2 separate regions of the Pungitius pungitius genome follow, and region 1 is linked to region 2. A link is a contact called in public Hi-C data. All regions are on one chromosome and are shown on one strand. The core of a region is the stretch at or near the end of the contact, and the rest is flanking DNA. Distances in the headings are between cores, read along the strand shown. Region 1 holds the start of glipr2l (GLI pathogenesis-related 2, like). Region 2 holds the start of si:dkey-12j5.1.

Region 1 (6,425 bases), core at 890-3,389, 130 kb before region 2:
CAGAACCAATCAACAGTTTGGACACACTTTCTCATTGTGTCCAAACTTTTGACTGTTTATATGTAGATACCTGATTGGTCATAGGAGGCCCACGCAAGGTTTTCTCCACAGCTCCCTCTACTGGACTCCACACTGTGTTTCAATATCCGGGTACTGGCCAGACTTTCAGCATAACTGTGAACACAAGTTAAGGTTAAGAAAAGTTAAGAAAACCTCCGCAGATTTTTTTTGAATCCTGGAACAAATTGCACGCATGTAATTGTGAGATTGCCACTGCAGGTGTTGTATACTTGAGATTTAGACTTTTGTGGTCTTTCCACACCACAAACAGTGAATGAAATGTAAAATCCTCACCTCACATGTTTTATTTAGTGTATACAGAAGGCTCACAAACCATTTCCTTTAAACACCCTCTTTTGGTAGTAGGGTTGATATTATTACTGTCCAGTGTAATATTTCCATCAATATCCATCTGTATATTTTGTATTAAAGCAGCAGTGGCGCAGTGACATTATTTACTCCTATTTCCAATCTACAGCAGGGACGTGGTTCAAAGCCAAGGCCCGTTGGGAGGTTACTCATGTCTCTATTTAAAAGACTGTATTGACTAACTATGCAAGTCCCATGAGAATCTTTAACTTCAGGACACACATGAAGATTAATATCCAAGTCAGCGGTTATTCCTGACTGCATTGATCAATTACCATTAACTCAAAACATCATATTTTCAATATAGCTTGAAAACCAACCAGGGTCCTGTTCTTTAATTCTTTAATTCTCAGGCTGGATTTGCCATGGTTATCCACAGCAGCGTGACAATGACTGGTTAATGTCTATCCTAACAAGCTTTTCTTATTTAATTTGTGTGTGAATCAACCCACCGGGTAGCTTCTCTGCTTAACTTGCTGCTCAGCTTCATTGGAGGAGCCTGGTGTTTCCTCCTGAACTCATTATGGCATTGCAGCACCTCCTCGGAAAACTGCTTCGAGGCTGACCAACAGGGAGGAGAGAGGCCGTGAGGGTTAGGCAGCAAGAAAGAGCAACACGACATAGGAGACAAGGCTGTATATAAAAACAGACTCAAACTCAACTGTGAGTTCAACACCTGAGCTCCAGGACAGATGATGAATCCGAAAACGTCATCCACATCACCCCACGCTGCCTGGTGCCAATCACTCACTGGCCTTTTCAGTCAGACAATCACTCGAGTGCTCAAAACAATAGGCCCATTGAAATAGACACACACACACACACACACACACACACACACGCACGTGCGTGCACGCACACACACTGCAAATACTACTGCTGCCTAGCAGCCGGCCTCCACTCAGCATGCTGAGCAAGACGGATGTAAACTAAGGATCACTAAAAGCCTTTTTCACATCTTAGGGCAAGTACCATCAAGATGAAAAAGTTAGTCATTTCTTTTGCGGTGCAGTATTTGGTCTCTCCTACTTTTCAAAGACGGCAGCTCACAAACGCAGGCAGTAAACAAGCAAGCCCACACACACGCACACGCACACACACACACACACACACACACACACACACACACACACACACACACACACACACACACACACACACGGTGGAGAAGGGGGAGGGGGGGGGTAACATTCTTACTCAGGCCAAACTGATACAATCCCAGTTAATATCCTCAGGGTGCAGTTTTCACTTACCTGATTTTCCCATGGTGCTGACGCAGGAAGCCTTCAGTAAGATAACTAACAGGCTTAACCCTGAACGAAAGACTTGCCTTCGGCTGCTGCTCTCCTCCCCACTGCCTCTTTCTCCTGTGCTTGCTCTTCGCTCTTCCTATTTTGACGTCTATTCTAATGCAGATACTTTGAAACAGCTGCCAATACCTTTACTTCAGGGCCTTCCGTGGATGGCGGTCTCATTCCACTTACAGACGTTGTGTTAAAGTTCCTCATCAGCTATTTTTCTGGGTGTGGAAAGTCATTACTTAAGATGCTTCCTCCTAGAGATTGGTTTCACTTCACGGAGCGTAACCTGCCTGTCTCTCTCGAACTCACAGACACACAAACACTTCTATCTGCATGCTCTGTGCTTATGGCTCAGAGCAACACACACCCACCTCATGTCTTCACATTATACCCACGAATGAAAGGAGAGGCCCAGTAGACATTGATGACATCATCACTGTGAGACACATGCCCATATATGGCTCTGACGTAGTAGAGAATGTAACTTTCCAGCAAAAGGGGCTTTCTTCAAACCAAGCTGTCATGCTGAAGATTTGAGCCGTGCATTAACTAATGATGATATCAAGGTGACCCAGTCTTAAAAGAACACTTTCCACCACCTTCCTTCTGTTTCAATGAGTCAATAAGTTATCCCTAACACACCCAATGGTAAAAGAAGTAACCTCCACCATAGATGAAAAAGCAATGCTTAAACAATTTGCCTTCTGTAGTTGACGCGGGAGGAGAGGGAATCCCCATTCATCATGTTGCAGAATAGGTTCTATGATCGGATCCCTCTGTGCCTTAAGGGTTTTTCTGAATTGAGATATCTTTAATTTAATGAATGAAAAAGAAGTCGCCTGGTCTAACAACATCAAGGATGGTGTGCAAACAAGTGGCGGTGGCGCATGGAGTAGTGTGGTCTGCTGGGGACTGCGAGGTTGGTGGTTTGAATCCTGGCTGCTCCATGTGACATGTTGAAGTGTCGCTGAGCAAGATGCCCAACCCCGAATTGCTCCGGCAAAATGTTAAATCCATGGATTGCAATGCAGTGTAAGACACTTTGAATAAAGGTGTCAGTTAAATGGCATGTAATGTTTTACTGTACACATCATATTACCCAGCTTTTGAAAAGATTTGACTGAAATTTCACCTTCTAAAATCAATAGTGCAACATTGTGTCGGAACCAAAATTATTCTCAGTGGTTCTTAGAAATGTGGCGCTTGATTGTTAATCTCCCAGGTGTAAATGTGAGTCTATCAAGACTTTGTCAGGCTTGATTAAATAAAGGTCAATTCATCACACAAACCAGCACGGTTAATACATTTGCATAGACAGCAGTGATCACCGGAGGATGAATACTTACTTTAATGATCCCTCGACTTTTCCTCTATGCCATCATTTGTTCAAAATCTCTATACTTTACGGTTTACGATAATATACCAGTCCCATTCCTAACATCCTTATCTTTACTGTAATGGCCCTGAAAGTCATGAAATCTCTATGCATGTGTTTTTGTGTGTGAGCTGCAGATAAATATTACCTCACATTGTGGTAATCCAACATAAAAGGTGGAACATAGATTCTTGCCTAATCAATATTGTCAAATGTGGGTGAGACATCTTTCCTTAAAGGCCAGTCATTAAGTTGTGATCCACTTTATTTCAACAAAGTAAACAATAGTTTAATTAGTTTTTTTCTTTTTTTAAGCAGGACTACTGTTTTGCATTGTAAGATGTTTCACTTTGTCCGTGATCTTTTTAAATGTATTTATTGAAAAAGCCACTAGGTGGTACTGTTAGCAAAGACACAGAACAAGGATGTACTTGCACTATTAGTCCCATAAATGCAAGTAATGACATCTTAGTTTCATAATATGAGCAGACATGATGGGATTCATGTGAAAAGTCAATCCACTTGATTTCTCATTAGCTGGATAGTGCTATCTTAACAAATTGATTTCCTCCTTGGTTCCTCCTACCATCTGCATAGTGATGGGACAGGACAGCTGGAAGAAGACATTTACGCCACTGAGACTTCACAACCATACATCTTAATTCATGCTAATTGAGATAGCTGTGGAGTGTCGCGTGTATTTGCGCTGTGAATGTGTCTATTTGAGTGTGCGCACATGCACATGCAGTAGAAGGGATAGTGATGTGATTTATAGGGAGAACCCCTTTTAGAGGGACAGCGCAGACATCGATCCATGCAGATATTACATAATTTATCTCTGAACATTGGCTATATCTGCCGTACTTATTGCTTGGCTACCCTCCCTGTAAGCATCGTTCCTCAGGTTCTCCTCCCCTCTCCATCAATTCACTTGTCTCTCAACTCCTCCCTACCTTTCCTCCAATCTGAAATTTTCATTTCTTGCTTTACCTGAAGCCCCGAATGAAAATCTTCCAGCACATGCCTTATACAGACAAAGGAGCACCCCATTTTGTCTGGACCAGAAATCATTTTCCACTCCTGTCATGACTGAACTGAATGTTGATTTATAACAACAGAAATGTGAAATAACTCCAACTGGGGCTGTAAGTGCACTTTGTTGCATATAATTCCTCTTTAGCGGTCCCAGGAGGAAGGTGAGGACTTTTTAATAACTCCTTCCATTCACCCTCATCCTCATTAAGAGGTTCTAGTTTAGTGAAAATGGAAAGATCTACTAAGGGGGTGTTGAGTGGATTGATCTCAACCGAGAGGAAGATAAGTGCGAGGCCTGCACTTTTTCGAAGGCGCTGTTGGAAGCTCTCTCTCCAGAGATCTGCTACAGAATTTCACAAATCAAGAAGCCTTTTATGGTGTCATTAGTGTAACTGTTCCACCGAGGACAAATGATTCTGCGGGTTAAGAGGAGTTAATCACCTGCCAATCAAACCTTGTCAAGACTCCTCTATGGATGAGGCTCTATACAAATCTCATCATATTTGCAGAGCCTTCAATTAAGCAGATACAGGGGAAGGAGTCACATGCAGAGAGGAACAGGGTGAGCTTAGGGCAACAGGAAGAAACACAGAGATAGATGGAGAAAGAGACAGTAAACAGAGCCGGACGACTCCTGTCTGACACTGAGCAGCAGAAATGTAAGGTCTTAAAAGGCCAACGCAGTCAATAAAGTTTGTAATGTGCTTAAAGCAATTACTGTGTCCAGAGAGGAGCAGAGTGCATGCAGGGTATTAACCTCAATAACCCGCTCTATCTGGTCCGTAATTAAATTATGCTCACATCCGTATTCTAATACAGACTCAGTCACACTCATGCAGCCATGCATTGATGCATGTTCACATAAAGTATGTAAACTGAAAAACAAAAGTGAGGGATTGATGATGATGCGGAACGACTGCACGACCGGTACAAATATTGTTTGACCGTGATAGTGATTGACATGTTATGTTTTAGCAGCTGTTTGTGTCTTTACATACTGTAGCTTTCCATCCATCAGTTTTTAAATATATATATGTTTAATCATCTAACCGTTTTTAAGTTGTCTCATTATTTCATTTTAGGATTCCATAGCTTCCTTTAAATTGTTATAAAATGAATGAATTGTGGGTATAATGTCTTAAAGAGAGCTATGGAAAAGACAGCAATTTGGTTAACAAAATCAACACAGATTGGTCTATTTACATTTTGAGTATAAAATAAACAATGAAGGCATCTTTATTTAGGTTCAGTGTTTGCTTAGAAATAACATAACATCATCATATAACATATTAACATATATTAATCACAGTTTTTTATCACATTCAAATTTAAGGATACTTCTAGGAAAATGGAAGCACTGTAGGCTTAGTAATCCAAACTGACATTTTGATCTCTGCTTCTCTAGCCCTACTTCCTTTTTTTTCACTTCGTTTCATGTATATTAGTCAAATTTAAATAGCTATGTCAAAGTAGTGTAACTAATAAGCTCTTTAAGTATATTGCGGTAGTTCTCTTACAAAACATTTGCCAGTGAGAGCAAGGCCAGAGAGTATTCTCGACATTAAGGATGGTAATTATTTTGTCTGAAAATAACTAACTGCCCTTAAGCATTATTCCATGAGCCTCCGAAGGAGCTTTTCCCAGCATCTGGGACTCCTACGTTAGAAAGGGGAAGCAAACATGTATTTCTGGATGGTGCCCTTTTGGCACATTTTTCCTGTACTGTTTGTGTTATAAAGTCATATTTTCTGACCTCCCTTTAGGAATTGTAAGCTTTGGGTGAACGTAAAACAAATTGGTCAGAAAATAATTGTGATCATGCATGTGCTTATGAATATGTGGTTGTGTGTGTGTGTGTGTGTGTGTGTGTGTGGGGGGGGGGGGGGGTTGTTGCTTTCCACACTGGAGAGGACTCTGCTGTGCTGTCAATTCTAGGACTTTTAGATGTGACTCGGAGAACGGATTAAGTTTAAAAGAATGGGTCGCTTTATTTCAAGCTTAACAAGAGCAATGAATCCCGGCAGTTAAACGTGCACGGTCCTAAGAATGAATGTCCAACCTAGGGTAAGAATATTCAGAAAAAGGCGCTTAGACAGAGTGCGCAGGGCTTTTTCATGGTTAGCTCGTATGGAGCCCCATTGGTTGAAGCAAAAGCTGCAGGCGGAGCGTTTTCTAGCTGTACGCGGCCTGGTTGGAGCACTGAGTATTCTCCACCCACACTGGCTCGTCCCTCCGACGGCGATACTGTTGAGCAACTGGTTATTGAGAGTTTTTCTGTTCATTTA
Region 2 (7,022 bases), core at 1,676-4,175:
ATAAATACACTTGAGTCAAAGAAAAAGATGAAATAATGTGAATCCACATCACTTTTACATGGATGAATGATCCATAGATGTCAATGGTCCTTTGATTAATCAGAGGTTAGGTTGATATTTCTATCAGAGTTATTACCGGAGTATGGCTAAAGACTGTGGATGTACTCGGGGTGATAAAAACTGACACTGGAGCCAGCCTGACCCCTACGGCTTACAGCCAGTACTGCCAATACGCTTCAGCCCTGCAGAACTTTTCCAAAAGATTTTGAAAAAAGTGCATTTTCATTAACTATGCACTGTCGTTTGAAAAAACGGTTTATTAAAATGTTAACTTTCTTTTTTAAATGGACATTTAAATTTCATGCAGAAACAAAATCTGTGACATACTTGAGAATGCTCCTCATAACTTTTTCAGGAAAAAGGTTTGCCTGCAGTATTACATTAGATATGTAAAGAAAATTAAATAATTTTGTTAAAGAAATAAGAAAAAATATAATATATAGTACATATTTATAAGACATATTTTCAAACATACTGTCATACCGCGATGTTCTTTTCCAAATTGAGTCAAATTGGCTGCTGCTCTCTCATTTATCAGATGACAATGTGACCTCAATGATCTGCCTATGACCTGCATGTGTGTGTGTGTCTGTGTGTGATAATGCCAGTGTCCATCTGCTGATTAATGGCATACAATATAATTTGCTTAGAATAATTAACTCAGCAGAATCCCACTTTAATGTGGCAATAGCTCATCCCCTGTGTGTGCGTGTGTGTAGGTGTGTGTGTGTGTGTGGGGACTGACCTGGTTTCGCTCTGTACTGAACAGGTAACTTGCCATGAGCTGTAAAGCCTCAGGGTTGTCATGGTGATGCTGTAATGCACGCTCAATAAACTCCTTGCACTTGTCTGCAGCTCCCTCTTCCATGCTACACACACACACACACACACACGAGTCAGAGAGAAAGAAGACTCATTTAAAGAGAAAGGAATCTCTCTCACTCATTAAAAACGGAACAACATGAAATTGGGTTACAAGTGTCAAGAGTGTTACTCTGTGTGTTGCCGTACCAGAGGTCTGTTAGGTAAATCTCAGCCATAGAGCAGTAGGCTATACACACATCCTTCGCTGTGGGGAGCTCAGTGGTCTCTTCGTGGGGGGCAGCAGCTCCGGCTTGAGCCTGATGAAAGACCACAGCGCAGAAGACTTAAACATGGCTAGTTCTATTGAGTTTAACAAAAAAAACACAATTAAGTTGTCTAATAGAGAAACACATTGTAAACACATACTTGTATTCTAAGACAAACATTTTGATATGTCTTTAAAAAAATGGATAATGCAATTTTTTTTATAAGAATGGTGGCTGAATTCCATTCCAACGTTTTCAGGGTCCATCCTGAGACTTGAATAGAATGGAAACATGTTGGATGTTATTAGTGACACTTTGATTTTCCTACTATGCCAATTCAAAATGAATGCCGGAAAGAAGGCCTATGAAGATTTGAACTACACCGAACACCTAAAACTCTCAGAAAGCTATTTAAAGTTACACCGTTACACAAAACAATGTTGAACAGTGTGAATTGAACTGGAAACAAAACACGACATTGTGTTACAATCTTTGTACACTTATGTACATTATATATATATATATATATATATACATACACACACACTATATTATAATTAATTATAAGTAATTCTGCACTTAATTTATAGATGTTCATAGATGTTATAAATGTTTGTTATGAAACGGGGAAATGCATGCATGCAAAAGATAAATAGATAATAAATATTCTATATACTGTTAAACAGCCCCCTCTTGTGAAGATAAATACCATTACACTAGCATTAAGCTTTCGGTGCAATAGCATTTCTAAGTAGTTGATGTTAAGTAAATACAACTAAGTAATAGAGGACATGTGAGTATGTATGGGGTGCACTCACTGGGGTCTGTGCTTTTTTCTCCAATGTAGACAGCAGGACTTGTATTCCTTTGGTGTAGTAGTCCACTGCCTGCTGGCCTGTGTGGCTTTGCCCAAGGTACATGTACTTACTGTGGCCAACATCTGGGCTCAGCTCCACGGCACGCAGAAAAGCTTAAAGACAATTGGTCAAGGGGACTCACTTCGCTCAAACACTGTATATTAGTGTATCAATTAAATGAACACAACAGGAAATAATAAACCTGCATAAAGGATATTCCTTTGGCTTTCTGTGTGTCTCCCAGTTCAGAGCAGATGTGTCCCTGCATGTCTAGTGCTTGCAGGTTGGTTGACTCCACATCCAGGGCTCGTTGACAGAAAAGGCCAGCCATCTCAAAGTCAAAACTGTCCATGTATTCCTCCGTCTGTACAGCAGAGGACCACGTGAAATAACAAACATCTAATAGATTTTTAAATGCGTGTATTTTATGTGGATGTCTTGTCAATGTCACCTTTTCGAGTAGTTGTTGCACTGAGTACTTCTCAGCTGTCTTCTTCTTGGCTTTTTCATGTACCCTTAGTTTCATCCTTTCTTGGGGTGACAATCCAACAAATCCTGCGTCTGCTGTGAACCAATGAACACAAAAGTGGAGGCATGGGTTGTTTTGTCTCATTCAGTTTCGTTAGGAGTTTAGATTAAGCATAACAGATTGATTTACTTCTAGCATTACTGCTAACTGACGCGTTACTTAACGTTAACATACTAGCAATATGGTGTACCAATGAAGAAAATTACTGTTTGGGCGGTTGTCTTTCTTCTTCGGCTTGTTTTTCTTTTTTCCCTTTGCTTGTCCTCCCATGGTGGTGAAAACACAATTTGTATCTTTACAATGGTGTGTTTTTGGAACAGACTTTTTCCGAAGTGTGATTGTTACACACGCGTATTACTCTGCTGGAGGAAGGAAGTGCGCATGCTCCAAACGGGCCCTGCGTGACTGCTACGGCGAGAGGTAGTGGACACTACGAGCGGTTTGAAAAGGTCTGGCATTTTCTTGGACATAACATTTCAACTTATTATTTAATACGGAGGTAGGACTAGCTATCGACATTAAATGAAACTTCCACAAAGGGGCTTATAACTTAAGGCGGCCTTTAAATTAACTGAAACGGCTCCCTGTTTGTGGGCGGCAGCATAATATGATTGACAATCCTGTGGACCAATGAGGATGCTCCTTGAAGCTGAACCCCTTGACGCATCTAGAACTTTCTGTATTTCAGCCAATGGGCAGGCACGTCGAAATCTACGCACATTTTTTTAACAATGCTGTTGTAAATAAACGAATGACAGAGGCACTGCTGATAGTAAAATTGCTCCCATAATATATCGTCGATACGGATAGACGTTACTCGAATGTGTATCAAGGTAAATAAGCTTTAACGTCATCTATCTGATGGCAAATCGTATAGAGTCATACAGCAGCTATCAGCATAGCTATAGCGTGATAAGTAACGTTAACTGAATGACAAAGCAATGTTAGATTAGCTGCTAGTAGTAATGCTAATGCTAACTGCTCACATTATCAAGTCAATTTAGCTCTGTGCAAAAATCCGTAATGCCGTTATTTCACTGTAGTTAAACGAGGTTACGACGTCGCCGTGGAAAATAAACTTTACCGTTATTCTGCTCTCGGTAACCTCCCATTGGACGTTAACACAGCTGTCGGTTTTTGATAATAAGCGCGAGCTAGCGTTAAAGGTACACCTATAACATATAATGTTTAGACTTGACTTATCGTGTACAATGTCGCCCTATGCAATAAAGTTCTCTTTGTCTAAACTGGTGTAAGCCCTCCCGAAAGTGACATTGGAATGTGCTTTTGTCCTGTTTCGCAGCCTTGCGTCGCTACGTTGATGTCATTCCCACCTGCCAGTTTGCTGCCAGCCACTAAAGTCCGACTGTGTCGACCAGCACAGGCAGCTGGTGGCCGATGCCACGGGCTCGACCTACCGAGAGAAGGGGACTATCAACCTCAGAAAAAGCTACCAAGTTGGCCTTAACAGACTTTGCTTCTTCCCCTATTGCTTTTGGACTGAATAGGGAGAGCCTGTGGACTCACCAACTGTAAAGATTGTCATGTCCGATTTAAGTAAGGAGGTGGTGGATTTGGTTTGGGGGAGACCTTCAAGTGGAGGAGTGTCTGCCTCCATCTTCCGTAGATGGGCCCAAGGTATGAGGCTTTGTTTCTGAAAAATATTATGAATTTTATATATATATATATATATAATAAAATATGAAGTTTTGTTGCAAAACTGGATATACACTCCAAACCAGGGTTGATCACCCACGTAAAGTTAAGAGCAAAGTGTACCCATATTTGGATTCTAAGGTAGGTATCCTTCCGATAGGTCTTCCTCTCCAATTGAAGGTCAGATAAGTAGAAAAATCCTCTTCTAGTCGTTGTGGCTTTGTATGAATATTGCCCGGATCATTCCTTTGCCAGAGTTTATCCAGTGGTCTTCAATCCAAGCATGCATGCACCTGTGGCTTTTTAATGTTTGCACGGTATAGTGTCTAAAAGCACGACCCTTATTTGTTATTTATTGTAAAGGTTTTTTAAGGTTGTCTCAACTGTGTCTTTATTACAGGATTTGTTTTTTGTGAGAATGAACATACAGCACTGGAGCAGTTTGAAGGCGGGCCGTGCGCGGTCCTTGCACCGGTACAGGTATGGTCTAACAACTTTTCAGTATCATCAGGGTCTAATATCAATTTCCCATTGAATATTTTCCATGTTGTTTGTTTACAGGCTTTCATCCTAAAGAACATTCTCTTCAACAGAGACAGTTCCAACTGGAAACAGATGACAGGTAGATTGTGCACAGGGTGTGCTCTTGTTTGATACAGTTGTATGGTTTGTTATGTTATGCATCTTTTTTGTCTATCTGTTAGAGGAGGAGCAAAAAAACGCACTGTGTTCCACGCTGAGTGAAATCCTGGAGTTGGCCTGCTCCAGCCCTTCCACAGGGCTCTGCCTGGTGACCTGGGCCAAGGGACAAGGCCCACAAACTAGCACACACAATAACACACAGACACAGTCTCAACCGCAGGACATACAAGTGCCAGAGAGCAGCCAGCCCCCACCAGAACAGCAACCCAGTGAGTCCAGCAAGATGTTGACGGTGTACAAATATGTTCTTGCTGAACCATTTGTCAGTTTGTAGTTGTATTTCGTGCCGTGCTCTTATGTTACCGTGTATGTGTGTTTTTAATGTGTCTAGCTGCCTTGGCTGCTGAAGACCTTGGTTTTGAGCAATTCCACAGTGCCCTCCAGTAAGTTACTGCAGATAACACCTTGTACTATATATTTATACTTTTATCTGTCTCCATCCAAGTTGGTAATCTTGCCATGAGGTAATACTTATGGTTTCTTTGGGGGATGAACACCCCACAAATCCTTGTTTTACCATTTCCGTTATGCAGTAGTGGGACAGATGACTTCATATTTCTCTGATTAGTGTCAGCCAAGGGAATGGGATGTATTTTGATTTAATCTAGTCTCCCAGAACTGGCTTTCACATTAAATTGGTTATTTCACTCTCACAATTTAGTGACTCTGCACCTTCAGTGATTGTATATATTTTTTAACTATAAATTAAATCTTCTCCCAACCCTTATAGCACCCTGTTATCAGTCACATACACACAGGTTAAGTGTATTTAAGGCTGCTTTGGCCAGAATAAATACTGATATTTCATCACACAGCATATTAGCAGCCAAGACCAGTGTCAGCAAAAAGTGATGCTGACACAGTAATGTGCAAGACTGACAACTCCACTTGCAAGCTTTCCAGGCTGGCGCAAAAGGGAGGAGTTGCTCCAAATAGACATTCAATATTTCTTTGTCCTCTGATGCATTTAATCGATTTCTTCCCAATTGTTAAAGTTATTTTTTACCAAGAGGACATGACAAATACAATTTAATACATCAGTGTCATTGACCCAACTGATCTTTCATATTTTGGGTGTTCCATCTATTAACCTGACATTTGTTCCCATCCTGCAGCAAGCGGAGTGTAATGTCAGTGTCAAGTCTCAGAGAGGAGGTGTTGTCGCTCTACCACACCTGGAGGGGGTGCTGTGGAGTCCTGCTATTCCTCTATTCAGTTATCCTCACCAAGGTAAAGAAAAAGCTATATAGAGAGATGAATATAGATACTGAATAGTAGAATATTTCTGGAAATACTGATATTGGTTATCACTGATAGCGTGTTTATTCAGTAATTTGATTGAAAACCAAATAAGACGTTTTTGGAGAAATTGCTGTGGGCAATATGATTTTGACATTTATTAGTTGCCTTTTTAGTTTGTTTTTATTTCTCCATTTCTTTTGTGTAGCATCAATGTTCAAATACACAAAGAATGATGCAGACATCTCTTCTGTGCAGGGCATAGAGAATATAAAAAATGAGATCCAAGACACAATGGAGCCTCTCATTGACCCTGTGCATGGCCATGGCAGGTATTACACCTTTCTACACCTTGTTCCCCATCTGCTAGAATTGCACAAAAAAGTCATTGCAAGTTATTTTTGTTTTTGTGGTTATGTTGTGTTGGATGAACTCTGGATATGTCCTGTCTATCTTTTCAGTCAGAGTCTGGTGAACCTCCTTGTAACGGGCCATGCTGTCTCTAATGTCTGGGATGGAGACAGGGAGTGCTCTGGCATGAGTAAGACTTCCACAAAGTCACTGCAACCACACAAACAATATATCATAGAACTTAGTTTTGTAGTAACAGATTTGAACTTATCCACCGCAAGGAAACAAATTACACATACTCAATGCACAAATACATGTCAATTTGATGTAATTTAACAAATTATTTTTTTTCTTTGTCATCCTAGAACTGCATGGTATTCATGAACAAGCATCAGTTGGTTTCCTCACACTTATGGAATCTCTCCGCTACTGCAAGGTACAGACGCATAACATGCAGAAGTATGAGAAAGTTGTTTGGCCATGAAAGATTGTTCTTTTTTTTTTAAGAAGACTTATTAACCTAATTGACCCATTAATAGAGACTTCCGCACTATAAAC

The links. Hi-C and Micro-C count contacts between places; a contact is called where the count stands out from the background.
Region 1: a contact with region 2 is called in a Hi-C map of muscle, with 7 times the contacts expected there. The contact joins the promoter of glipr2l here to the promoter of si:dkey-12j5.1 in region 2. A contact is called at or near these places in 2 of 2 Hi-C or Micro-C datasets (both in muscle).

Annotation. Positions count from the first base shown.
Region 1 is chr11:12,261,672-12,268,096 of fPunPun2.1, reverse strand. It overlaps glipr2l (GLI pathogenesis-related 2, like), which reads right to left and starts at 2,139. Exons shown (of 5, transcript XM_037453164.2): 1 at 1,683-2,139; 2 at 882-990; 3 at 71-174. The coding sequence starts at 1,695.
Region 2 is chr11:12,132,478-12,139,499 of fPunPun2.1, reverse strand. It overlaps si:dkey-12j5.1, which reads right to left and starts at 2,925. Exons shown (of 11, transcript XM_062565404.1): 1 at 2,723-2,925; 2 at 2,439-2,551; 3 at 2,206-2,351; 4 at 1,949-2,102; 5 at 1,072-1,181; 6 at 806-929. The coding sequence starts at 2,786. It overlaps mindy3 (MINDY lysine 48 deubiquitinase 3), which reads left to right and starts at 3,218. Exons shown (of 17, transcript XM_037453928.2): 1 at 3,218-3,349; 2 at 3,820-4,154; 3 at 4,333-4,352; 4 at 4,573-4,652; 5 at 4,734-4,794; 6 at 4,877-5,083; 7 at 5,206-5,257; 8 at 5,990-6,104; 9 at 6,372-6,445; 10 at 6,575-6,654; 11 at 6,830-6,900. The coding sequence starts at 4,144.